2 separate regions of the Arabidopsis thaliana genome follow, and region 1 is linked to region 2. The links are chromatin contacts, called in public capture Hi-C maps. All regions are on one chromosome and are shown on one strand. The core of a region is the stretch at or near the end of the contact, and the rest is flanking DNA. Distances in the headings are between cores, read along the strand shown.

Region 1 (6,764 bases), core at 2,694-5,193, 71 kb after region 2:
ATCTAGCGAGTACCTGGTGGATGGGGATATGGGATATTGCAGCTTCAGGAAAGGGGCTTCTCAAGGCTTCTGAAAGATTAATGCAAGCAGCCAAACATTGAAAGGGATCCTCTGCGTTAAGCCACCATCTTTTTCCTTCAAGAGGTCTATCAGAAGAATCAAATATATCTTCCAAGTGACTCTCAGTAAACGCAATCCTATCCTCATAAGCCAGCTTATCGACTCCACCAGCATATAAGTTTGCTATATGTATCTTCAGCCAACGCAACCCTGATTTCCCAAGAGGCTTTCCCTCACAAAACTCAAGGATGCCTCGGCAGAGATCAGACCCGAGATGGTTAAGATATGGATGTATGGGATATGCTCGCCCACGAAAATCAACGTTGTGAGGGTAGTAGAAACCTTCCTCATCCTTCATTTTACGTGCCACCTGATCAATCAATTGAAAGCACAACGATGGTTTTATACATCACAGCAGCAAAAAAGAGTGCAAAAAGAAGTCTTCTCTTACCTCGAGTTTGAGCTCTATATCACACCTTTGTGAATGTCTCTCATTATTTTGCTTAATTGCTTTTTTGGATTCCCATCTCCAATTTTTAAATTTTTCTTGGTCTTCCCTTTCCGGCTCTTCTGGAATGGGTACCTTTTGTAGTTTATAAAGAGGTGAGAAAAAATCAAAATTTCTAAAAGAGAAGTAGGAATCAAAATTACTTCCTTCTTCTGAAGAAGATGGCTAGCGGATGGGTGAATAAGAACTACAAGTAGATCCGCAAAGAAGAGAGGGAGAGATCTTACATCTTCACGGTCAACCAGACCACCAATGCGACCTCCATTAGCCCAGATTCTGTCCACCAAACTTAACACCTTTTTGTTTATCTTCCATTTAGTGTTTCCTAGAGTATCTAAAGCCTGATTAAACAAAAGGAATCACATGAACTTATCTGTTAATAACAATATTCATAATTTCGCAACTCCTATCTGCTTTTAAGCATCCAAGAAATGACTAAGCTCAAGCAATATTAACTCGCAATACAGGTCAAGGGACTCAGACCTCATATACTGGCTCCAGTTGCTCCTTTGGAGTTCGTTTCATAACAGTGCGTTGTTGTTTAGCTCCATGTGTTCTCATGACGTACGAAGGCAAGAAAAAATGAGCCCCTTGATCATACCTGTAAAATACTGTCAAGTTACATAGCAATTCTAGAAACATACTTGAGCAAACTGTAGATATCACCTGTATGACGGCTACACAAGAAAGAATATCTATATAGCCAGAGTAAGGAAGGAACAATATAAGTCCTAATTATTGGTGAAAAGATCTCATACCCTGTCCAGTTCTGGGGAGGTATTAGCATTGGCAAGTAGGGAATGACCATATGTCTAGCCTGTTTAAAACAAAGGAAAATTGTGAGAAAGGAGTAGGGAGATCTATAGTGGTAAAAGATTGTTATGACCCAAACATTACAAAGGTACAGGATAAAAGATCAGTAAAAACATAGTCCACGATTCTGCTTACTGATTTGTCAAGGCCCTTTAGGACCAAAGGATCGCATTCGATGCAACCATATCTCCTGCTCGTTTTTCTGAAGAAGAATACAATAGAATGTAAATAAACAGCAGATACAAGGAGAGGGAGAGACAGAGACAGATACATGTGAATGAGCATAAACAGAAATTCAAGACTCTTACGTATTTTCTAATGTGACAGTTCTGAAATTTTGCTTAAAAGCAGGTCGGATGTCAGGTGGACCATCATCAAACTGTTCAGCTGGAGGTTGTATATATGCATTTTCCATCAGCAGCTGAATCAAACGTGCGCCGACCTAGAAGCACAAGAGTCAATATTATTAAATCACAGAGACGAGAAAAAAAAAGAGAAGGAAAATAAGAACTATTATAAAGCTCTGTGCATTGACAAGGGTGGAAGTATAAACAAACCTTCACTTGAGCCTCTTGACCCCATGGCTTGAATGAGTCATGTTTCCTCACTAATGCTTTTACTTGCCTCAACTTATTTTTTTCCATCAGTACAGTAACTTGTTTCCTCGCCTTTTCCGTTTCTTTGGCCACAATTTCTTCTGAAACATTCTCAGCTTCTGTATTGATCGTCTTGTCAGTTGCATTTTTTTTATTCTTTTTCTGCAAAAAACTGTTGATCCTGACCTGATCCAGTAACAAAATACACAAACCATCAAACCAATATACACTTCATACCCCATGGGGACAAGGCAATATGTATCAATGACACATTCCTAGATTCACACATCATGAAATAGCATCAAAAGCAACAAGAGAAATTAAAACCCACCTCCTGCTCAACAGCTTCCCCGATCTGAGTAGCAGCATTCACTAGCTTAACAATGCCAACGCCTTCCGCATTAGTCATCAACAATCCCATCATCTTATGCATAGTGATAACAGCCATCTTATCAGCCGGTAACTGCTCCATAAAAGGCGCATACGGAATCTTCCCTTTCTTGATTTTAAAAGTATCAAGATCATCTTGAATAGCATTACGCACAGGCTCAAACCAGCCTAGAAACAAAGACTTCATATAAGGTAAATTCGGTGCAAGCTTCTGCTCACACATATCAGCTAGAATCTCTCTACACTCTCTCGCTGCTCTTTCCCATTCTTCAGTCTCCATTTTCACCTGTCTCTGCTTCAGCATATAGAACTTCTGTGCTCCCATTCCCGCAATGACTCTCTTTGGCGGTATAGCTGCAAGCCTAGCTTTTTTACGGATTCTCTCAGTTTCTTTCTCCATTTCCGTTATCAATTCATTAACTTCATCAGACCCAGAAGACTCATCTTCAGGATCAGTCGAATCAATAGCTTGCGCAGCTGTAGCATACCCTTCAAACACATAACATTGACCATGACGAAACGAGCTTAATCCACCCATTTCGTTGACTGGATTTATAGATAAACCATTTCTAACGCCACTGAGATTAACAGAAGACAGAATCCCACGGACTCTATTCACTGGATAATGAGTACCGGAGGAGCTAGAATCAGATAAAAACTTAACCTTTCTCAATGAAGCTCTTCCCAGAATGTTCCTCCACATTTTTTGAATCGTTTTTGTGATCGCCACGAAATGGTAATAGTGGCTGCTTCAGATAGTTTACTGCCTCCACGAGCACAATCTCGGGCTATGTAGCTACTTGATTTTGTAGAGTTATTAATACAAACATAGAAATCAAAGAGTTCAGATTCGAAGAACAGATTAAAAACAAGACTTGGGTGAAGAGAAGAGAGATCTGGAGAAAAGAGAAGGCGCCGTGAAGTACAAACACAGCCGCCGAAATAAACCCTTCATAAAACCTTTGGTTTCTGCTTCACATTTCATGGATCTTGTCAAACCCGACCCGCTTATCAGATCCGTTACGCTCTTATTTGGGCTCAAAGCCCATATTCTGGCACGAGTTATACATTACCATGATAAATATATACCTAATTAACATTACAACAACAAATCAGAGTGGCGCAGCGGAAGCGTGGTGGGCCCATAACCCACAGGTCCCAGGATCGAAACCTGGCTCTGATAGTATTGTTACTCTTTTTTTTTTTTTTGTAACTTTTGGGCTTAGCCCATGTCTGATAAATTCGAATAAGGTATAGTATTGTTTTGGAAACATAGGCATATGTTACTTCTTTTTTTCCTTTGTAAAGTTTGGGTTTGGCCCAAGTCTGATAATTCCATTCGGCCCTTTATAGTATTGTTTTGGAAACATAGCCATATGTCACCGTTCGATTAGAAACAAACATAGTACGTGAAAATTAACAGATCAGAAAGAGACCACGTGCATCACGTGACCACCTTAAATCTGATAGGTTAGAATCTCGTCTTATCACGTGAATCCCACGTGTCATCACAAGCTACGGTTCATTTAGAGGCCTAACCGGGTAATCACATCAAGTCGTACACGTCTCCAAATCACGAAACTGACGGACAAAAGCTCAAGTAAACTCACGTAGTCTCTCCCACAGCTAACTAGAACTCAGCCGAGTCACGAGGCACCCAAAAAACAAAAAACAAATAAGCAACAAAAAAGAGCTCGTCGACGGCAAAAGTTGAAAATAAAACAATAAACAGTCGAAATTCTCCGGCGAAGATGAGAACCGGAAAAGGAAATCAAGAGGAAGAAGATTACGGAGAAGAAGACTTTAACTCTAAACGTGAAGGTCCTTCTTCCAACACTACTGTTCATAGCAACAGAGGTAAATTGTTCGATTTGGGAGACTTTTGAATTTTTCTTAGTTGTTGTTTCGTCAATTTGTGTTTTGGTTGGAGCTATTGTTGATATGTATCGAGATGGATTTGAATAGTTTGGGATTAGATTTTTCTAAGTTTTGTCTCTGTGTGATTCGGTGTTTGATTTTGAAAGCAGATTCAAAGGAAAATGATAAAGCTAGTGCGATACGTTCTAAACATTCGGTCACTGAGCAACGTAGAAGAAGCAAAATCAATGAAAGGTATGTTGATATAAAGTGAGGATTTCAAACTTTTTGGATTGTTGTTTTTGTGAGAACTTGAGATTAGGAGTAAACGCGACATTCTTTGTTTTGATATCTGAATCAAAATTCAATTACTTTGCTAACAAAATCATAAGAATACTTAGGACTTGTGTTTGGGAATTTTGCTCTGCTTCAGTTTTGTGGTGTTTGATATAGGACTTAGTTACATTATAATTATTGTTCTTGTTCTGAGTGCTGAATTCATAAATCTCTTCTCAGATTTCAGATATTGAGAGAACTAATTCCCAACAGTGAACAAAAACGTGACACTGCTTCATTCCTTTTAGAGGTATGTCATGGTATTTGATGATGCTTTGTGCGAATATCCTGTCTTTTAGATGTTGTTAGCTTAATACCGCTATTCCATTCTAGGTGATAGATTATGTTCAGTATTTACAAGAGAAGGTGCAAAAGTATGAAGGATCGTATCCAGGTTGGAGTCAGGAACCAACAAAGTTGACGCCATGGGTAAAGTTTTGAGCTTCTTCTTATGTCGGTTTCTCAATGAGTTTCTGTGATTGTAGATTCTGAGTATGTTTTTGCACCCGCAAGGCTTTCTTTGTGTGACTTTTAGCTGAAGGTTATGTTTTCTTGATTGGAACAGAGGAATAATCATTGGCGAGTTCAAAGTTTGGGGAACCACCCAGTAGCTATAAATAATGGATCTGGTCCAGGGATACCTTTTCCTGGAAAGTTTGAAGACAACACTGTGACTTCGACACCTGCAATTATTGCAGAACCGCAAATCCCGATTGAATCTGACAAAGCAAGAGCTATAACCGGCATATCGATTGAAAGTCAACCTGAGTTAGACGACAAAGGATTACCACCACTACAACCAATTCTTCCAATGGTACAAGGCGAACAAGCTAATGAATGTCCTGCAACTAGTGATGGGCTAGGCCAAAGTAATGACCTGGTTATTGAAGGTGGAACCATTAGCATCTCTAGTGCCTACTCGCATGAGTGAGTCTGATCTTCTAAGTCTTCCTCGTTTCTGTTACTGTGCTGCCATTGATGTGTTCGCTTCTACCCTTTTTTTTTAACTGCATTGTGTACTAATCTTGTGAGACATTAATTCTGAAATGGCCAGGTTATTGAGCTCATTAACACAAGCACTCCAGAATGCAGGCATTGATCTGTCGCAAGCAAAGCTTTCTGTGCAGATCGATCTTGGGAAGCGAGCCAATCAAGGTCTAACTCATGAAGAGCCATCAAGTAAGGTAAATAGTTGGTTCGAAATGCTTCATACTTAGTTTTGTAACAATAGCCATATATCATGATGTTGATACATTTTTCTATACAGAATCCATTATCATATGATACGCAAGGAAGGGATTCAAGCGTTGAGGAAGAATCTGAACATTCTCACAAGCGGATGAAAACACTGTGACATTTCTCTCTCAGGCTCCACGGCGCTGGAATATATAAATGTATTGACAGATTCCTTGTATCGTGTACATTGTTCGGCTTCTAGGGGTTCCTATAGTACTCGTTAAGATAAACTTTGGTTAGTAGATTCTGCGTTTTTTTGTGGTTCTGAGTTTGTATCATCTTCTGCATCATTCATGTAACCTATCAAATATGATCTCTTGTGGTTTCAAGTTATTGCATCATTTTTTTCCGATTTGATCTTCCTTTTTTGTTGAGAGAGCGAGATCAAAGGCTAGCAATCTCTTAACCTTAAAGTGAAAGACTATTATAAAATCATTTGATGCTAAACCAAAGATGATGTGATGCTTTTATCTATTGTTGTGATGACCCATAACTTTGAGAAGAAAAGCATAATCAAAGGCAGTCTCTTCGCATTGAGCATAGCGACCACCTTCACCAAAATGCCCTCCGTTCATATTTGTTTTCAGAATCACAGCTCGGGAGCAGTCGTGGCACGTACTATCCCTTATCTTAGCCACCCATTTTGCACCTTCCCATACTCCAACCCTGACCCAATAACACACGCAAACTATGATCCAAAGATTCTTACTTAAAACAAAAAAGAGATATGGGTTTAAGGGTTCTTTTGTGAAGCTAGCTTGCCTTGAGTCATGAAACGAAGTAGTGACAAGCATGGACGGATAGCAAACATCTTTTCGTATCTTATCATATGGAGAATAGCTAAGGATCGATCCGAAGTCAGTTTGGTTGTCTGGGTTCCCGAATTCTTCATGGTCCAGGAGTGTGAGAGGTAAATTTGGATCCGATAATGTGTTTAATACATCTACAAAAGGAACCTGCCCAAATGG
Region 2 (6,356 bases), core at 3,081-5,580:
TGCAAATTCTCTTCTTGTAAAATTGGATTTTTTTTTGTCTTAAAGTTAAACTCTTTCTTAGGTTTATCACTTTGAATCTTTGGTGATGTATAAAGTAGAAGTAGTATCTTCAATACCATCCTTAAAGGTTAAGACTTTGATGTGGATAGCTTTCACTCTTCTTTAAGTATGTGTTGTTTTGTCTGTTTTTACAGGTTTGTATTTGCACCCTTGTGGTTGTTTCATGCTGTGATTGCTCGTGGTAGATTTTCATTGCCTGCTCCATCAATGCCTCATGATCGACATGTATGGCATTTTTATGATTCTCTTGTTTCATTTTGAACCTTTGATTCTTTGTTGTGTTTAAGTCCTAACTTGGTCTTGTGGCAGTGGGCTCCTTTTCACTCGGTTATGGCAACACCACTTCTTGTTGCTTTTGAGATCCTTCTCTGTGTACATCTTGAAGATAAATATGGTATTTTCCATGACTTCTATTCATTGAATCACGGCATGTATGATTGGTGGGTTTATTATAGGCTTTGGTTGTGCTCCTCTGTTTGCAGTTGTTGACTTAAAGATTGTCTTTCTACCGTTGCTTGCATTTGAGGTAGCAATTTTGATAGATAATGTCAGGTATTCCATTCAAAGCTTTTTTGATTTTGTTCACCCTTCTTACTACTCTTAGAGTACGGAACAATTAAATCTTTTTTGCAACTATTCCTGCAGAATGTGCAGGACGCTCATGCCTGGAGATGAAGAAACTATGAGTGATGAAGCCATATGGGAAACACTTCCTGTAATCAAAGCTCGACAAGTTTAAAATATGATCCCTTATATTTCTCTTTTAACTTGTCTCTGCAGGTTGTCTCTGACATTGTCTAATGGTTTTGTAGCATTTCTGGGTTTCCATATCTATGGTTTTCTTCATTGCCGCAACAACCTTCACTCTTCTTAAATTATGTGGTATGTTACGCTTTTACTTAACTATCTTTTTTGGAGTTAGTGATCTTCTCCCTTCCAACTGCAATCTTATAGGTGTCACTTCCATGTCCTTAGTTCAACTTAAAAGATTAAAAGAAGAAAAGTAATTTTAGGTTGTTATGATATCTGGTGACTGCATGTTCTAACAGTTAGCGTGCGTGTGTGTGTGTAATTTTGTAAAATCGACTGCATACTCATAACTGTTGTTCTGCTTCATAATCTCTCTATCTCAATCTGTTTCTGAATCTGTTATCTTTCGAGTCCTTATATAGGTGACGTAGCTGCGTTGGGATGGTGGGACTTATTTATAAACTTCGGGTAAACTACTTTTTCTCTTTAAGATCTTCTGCCTCTTAAAAATGTCTTCTGTGCCAGGTTTGAACAATCTTCTTTCTCCTCAATTCACAGAATAGCAGAGTGCTTTGCGTTTCTTGTCTGTACAAAGTGGAGCAATCAGTCAATTCATAGGTATTCACATATACCGGAACCTAGCTCATCTTCAATGGTAGTAAGATATCTGGATTGGAACAGAGGTCTAGTAGTAACCGCTGACGACGAGCATCAGCAAAGCAACAGAATATGTGGTCTCCAAGATATTGGTGGACATGTTATGAAAATTCCATTTGTGACCTTTCAAATCATCCTTTTCATGCGCTTAGAGGTACAACACAGACAAATCCATTGCTTTTGAAACATTTACGAATTCCCTGGTTGGAGCTAATTCTCTTTAATCTTACTTCAGGGAACGCCAGCTTCTGCCAAAAACATTCCGATTTTAGTTCTGTTTGTACCTCTTTTTCTGTTACAAGGAGCTGGGGTACTTTTTGCTATGTATAGATTGGTTGAGAAATCAGTCTTATTAATAAATAGTGGTAGTGGTTCTTATGGAAGATATTTTACCGCAACATCATCAGCTCGTGAATTCCTGGGATTCTTTCAACATGGTGCAAGGTACGTTAGCAGAAACGAACTATACATAGGAATCTATGGGGAATAAGTCCTCCTAAGTACTAATCTTTCTCATATTGTAAATCACAGATTACTTGGCTGGTGGTCTATCGATGAAGGAAGTCGGGAAGAACAAGCAAGGCTCTACTCTGGAGAAGCTACTGGGTAAAGCTCTCATCTTTTGCTAACAAGTCGTCAATTTGGCTCTGTTAACAACAATTTTGTTTGACTCAGATACAACACCTTCTCACCAGAGGTTGTGAAGAAAATGCCAAAGTCTGATCTTGTTGAAGAGGTAAGTTACACATAAGTCATTTCCTTTTTAATATCTGAAACCAAAGCAAAATCTTTAATCTTTAAATCCCTCACCAGATATGGAGACTTCAAGCTGCATTGAGTGAGCAAACAGATATCACCAGTTATAGCCAGCAAGAGTACGAAAGGCTTCAAAACGTACTCCCTCCACTCATTTTCTCTGTTTAGTAACCTCCACAGAAGTAACGATTTGCTTAACCCAATAAATTACAAAATTTTGAATTTCAGGAGAAGATTCTTTGTAGAGTTTGCTTTGAAGATCCGATCAACGTGGTTCTACTCCCATGTAGACATCACGTCCTCTGCAGGTAAACCGAAGCTCCTTCTTTGTTCTCTATCTCACTTTAACCGCATAGTAGAATTAGCATTTGGCTATAATTGATATTTTACTGATACATTTGGTTTTCAGTACATGCTGCGAGAAATGCAAGAAATGTCCGATTTGTCGTGTCCTGATCGAGGAGCGTATGCCTGTATACGATGTGTAGATTTCAGAGCTCCAATCCAGAAATGAAGAATACATTTCTTGCTTGTTTGGTTTTGTTTTAGTAATGAAGCAAGCACTATATATATATATGTTACAACTTGCATAGGAAAAATTCTGATTCGTTTTCGAGTGGATGTAAATAATACTGTAAACCATCGTATATGTCATGAATCTTCTTTCTCTCTTTTTTTTTTTTTGATCATACAATTTGCAAAGATTCATACAAGTGGTAACGGTTAAGAAATAAAACATATTACTGTTAAAGGATTTTGAATCGAGGTTAGGCAGTGAGCATCCAAAAAAGCTTTTCTGTTCTCTGCATGTTTAAAGGAACAAGGGAATGATCAACTAAGAATATGGCCACAAACCGATGAGATTGATCAACAGATTGGGTATTTGATCAAAGTTACATATTGGGCCTCAACTATGTATTTCTAATGTGATTCTAACATGGTTCTTCTTTTTGGTATGTTTGGGCTGTTAGCCGAATGTGACTTAAAAGGCTTTGTAACAATTTATTTCTCATGCATTTAATAGAAAAATCAATTATAAAAAAACAATATCAAAACAAATTTTGTGTTTTAAAAGATCTCTAAACTCTTATTTTCTGGTATTTTTGTCTATAGTCCGCCGCATTTTTATATAAAAAGAGTTGGTGATAATGTAATTGATTTTTGTTATTATTCTGTTGTGAATTAAACTCATTTTGACAAAAAAGAATTAGAATTGTACCTTTATAAATGGTGAAGAAAATATGATGGATCATGCATGTTATTTATTCTATTTCTTCTCAATATATTTTGATAGTAAAAAAATTAGAATTGTACCTTTATAAATTGTTTGGTGTGAACTGTGAAGGTCATTATATCGGAAGCAAAATTAAAGAAACTTAATCAGCAATAAACAGCAAAAGATATCGATTAATAAGTTACAAATATACATCTGAAAAAACCTTCTTTGGGATGAAAAATCTACTACAAAAAAGGAATACATATATAGCTCCGTTTAGAAGCCAATACATATAAAAGCTTTCTTCCCAAGGGTTGGTTATAAGTAAGACCCGCAACAAAAAAAGAGGAAAAAGGAAGAAAATCTTTGGTTAGTCTTCATTAAGCTGATGATGATGATGTTGATAATGATTTGATTTTAGTCATGCCAACAAAGAAGCATGACAACACACCTCCTTATGATGTAAAGCTTAGCCTTTTGCTCTCTAACCACTCCTCCCACTCCACGGCTCCACATCTTCCTCTTTGTTCCTCCTACACTCGAACCGGTCGTCTTCATTTTCTCTATAACGATCACAAATCAAGAATGTGTAATTTGTTTTGGAACTGAATGTGAAAGAGAGAGATATAAATGATGTTATGGAGTATGAAGAAGGTGATACATGAAGAGGAGTTATATATAGAAGTGAGAAAAAGGTGGTGGCTAAGGACAGAAACCGAACCGTACCGAACTAGACCGGTCCATGAAAGAGGCAACGAGTGGGTCCGTTGGGGTTTGTGCACTGTTCCCTAACCCACCGGACACTGTGCCCCTCCATACCCACGTGGACCCCATCTTTTGAAGGAATCTTTGCCCTAAATGTGATTATTTATCCTCTATCACATGCTTTTGCTTCTCTCTCTTCATGAAAACATTAACCAAACCCAAAATTGTTAAAGTCGGATCCACTCAATTACCATTTTCTGTAACCAATGAATACTATACCGAATTCGATTGGTTTAGTCTTTCATATAATGGATTTTGTCTAAAATCTTAAGTGTATCAGTCTTTGATATGGTTTTGTCTAAAATCCTAAGTGTATACCAACCCGTATTCGAAGTTAGCAAAAGATGTGACCAACCAAAATTGTCGGGAACTACTATACTAACCATCCAAAATCGACAAGTGGCCTGGTCCCCGCAACATATTGTAAATCATATTTGAGATTTAATGATGATTGCGATTGATAATAATAACTAATGAAGAATAACATTAAATTCCTTTAATTAATAGACATAGGTTAAATAGTTGTTGCGACTTGTGAGCTAGTGATATTTCCATAGCGACCAATTGTAGTTTAGAAGTAATATATACACTAGTAAAATCTGGTAGCCACATGGAGAAATATTCAAAGGATCGAATTTTATGTTTAGTCTATTTCAGTCAGATATAAATTATTGGTAGACAAATTGTATGAAGTTCTGTAGAGTATAAAAATGCATTGCGCCGAAATTGGTGATAGAAACAATTAAACAAACGTCAATAACAGTATTAAAGACCAAACTATATAACTAAATGTGGGACAGTTAGGCGTTAATTAGGTGGCATAATCCTAAGTTCTAGATTCTTCTAAATATAATAAGTGAGATTGTATCAATCTTTTACCAAAAACCCGACAAATAGTTGGTATGATTTGAGAAGTAAATCATCTTCTTCTTTTTTTCAATTCACATTAATCGTTAACAACTCAAAACAAAGGGTATTAAAATTAGCACTGGAAGATCTTATCCTACAGCTATATCACAGCTTCATAGTTAACGTTAAGATTGAAGTTAATTAAATAATTAGCTACACAAATAACCAAGTAGAGCTAGGTGTGGTTTGATGTGGTTTACTGGCTGTTGTCATTGGTTAAAGTGAAGTCCTCGAATATGGAGAGTGGAACCGCACGTGAGGTTCTCGTGATTCACAAAATGCCTTTAGCTTTTGGTCGTCTAAAAGAACAAGTTTTAGAAAATACTAAAAGTTACACTTATCTTTTTTAATCTATGGTTAAGTATGTGAGTTGGTCTCTGTCATTCTTCTTTCTTTGAAATCTTGTCGTCCTTTTATGAACCAACTTTTTCTTCACCTCTAGTGGTTGTGACCAATTTAAACAAATTAATTAGTATTTGCGTTTCTGTGTACGTAATTAATAAAAAGTTACGTACGTGTGCTTTGTGCGATGGATAAACGTGAGAGTGATCATTATACCTTTTAGATCCAACAAAGCTCAAACAACTACATTCATGAATGATATACAAAAAAAAAAAACTACATTCATGAATGATATATATACCATTTTTATACGGTTTCATAACGTGAAAAAATGATTCTCATATACACCTTTTCATCGTCATCAATTCTTATATAATTTTGAAAAATGATTCCACTAGTTGGTGGTATGCCAAAAAAACAGAACTAGAAGAAAAAATTAAACCACTTTCTGTTAACGTTTTACGACTATTCAACTAGAAGCTATTCGACCATTGAACTATCTATTCTGCTATATTAATTCGAAGCCCTACTCCAAAAAATGTTAGATGCTATTGTTATATTGGGTTATAATATAAAATCTGCTAAAAGCAAGCCATAAAATTATGTATTAGAGTATTAAATGCATGTGCTCTGAGTGAAAAAAAAAAAAGGTTGAGTTAGAGAAACGACTCCAGCTTCAATGGCGTACGAACGGAATTTGTTTAGACAAATTAAAATAGACAATTACTTACCTCGAGAGCCAGCAAGCTATATTGCTTGACCAGAGACTTCTCTGACTCTTCGTGCGTAGCTCATGGTTTTTCACTTCTCAGGTCCGAAGCCCGAAAGGGTAACGTGCTGTTCAAGATACCTTCTTTCTGTTTTTGTTTTTTTAATTGAGGGTTTCACAAATTCCTAGGAC

What was found. Capture Hi-C pulls out chosen DNA fragments and counts their contacts.
Region 1: a contact with region 2 is called in a capture Hi-C map of root, with 4 times the contacts expected there. A contact is called at or near these places in 1 of 26 Hi-C or Micro-C datasets (callus) and 1 of 3 other capture datasets (root).

What each region holds. Positions count from the first base shown.
Region 1 is chr1:25,937,686-25,944,449 of TAIR10.1, forward strand. BIM2 (BES1-interacting Myc-like protein 2) reads left to right here and starts at 3,944. Exons shown (of 7, transcript NM_105572.5): 1 at 3,944-4,224; 2 at 4,395-4,479; 3 at 4,741-4,810; 4 at 4,894-4,989; 5 at 5,126-5,487; 6 at 5,615-5,744; 7 at 5,828-6,580. The coding sequence starts at 4,119. The coding sequence ends at 5,914. It overlaps MGP3 (male gametophyte defective 3), which reads right to left and starts at 3,311. Exons shown (of 19, transcript NM_105571.4): 1 at 2,309-3,311; 2 at 1,939-2,163; 3 at 1,690-1,823; 4 at 1,517-1,583; 5 at 1,327-1,385; 6 at 1,052-1,169; 7 at 796-909; 8 at 512-643; 9 at 14-430. The coding sequence starts at 3,070. AT1G69000 (a tRNA gene) reads left to right here and starts at 3,479; the gene lies at 3,479-3,550. It overlaps AT1G69020 (Prolyl oligopeptidase family protein), which reads right to left. Exons shown (of 10, transcript NM_001334396.1): 9 at 6,559-6,752; 10 at 6,201-6,462. The coding sequence ends at 6,264.
Region 2 is chr1:25,866,090-25,872,445 of TAIR10.1, forward strand. It overlaps RTFL15 (ROTUNDIFOLIA like 15), which reads right to left and starts at 4,331. Exons shown (of 2, transcript NM_001160987.1): 1 at 4,166-4,331; 2 at 3,787-4,002. The coding sequence starts at 3,997. The coding sequence ends at 3,857. It overlaps AT1G68820 (Transmembrane Fragile-X-F-associated protein), which reads left to right. Exons shown (of 14, transcript NM_105556.5): 2 at 195-285; 3 at 370-454; 4 at 543-612; 5 at 706-775; 6 at 873-942; 7 at 1,233-1,278; 8 at 1,369-1,621; 9 at 1,703-1,911; 10 at 1,999-2,073; 11 at 2,143-2,203; 12 at 2,281-2,361; 13 at 2,452-2,531; 14 at 2,633-2,939. The coding sequence ends at 2,711. It overlaps STN7 (Serine/Threonine kinase domain protein), which reads right to left. Exons shown (of 10, transcript NM_105557.6): 10 at 6,323-6,356.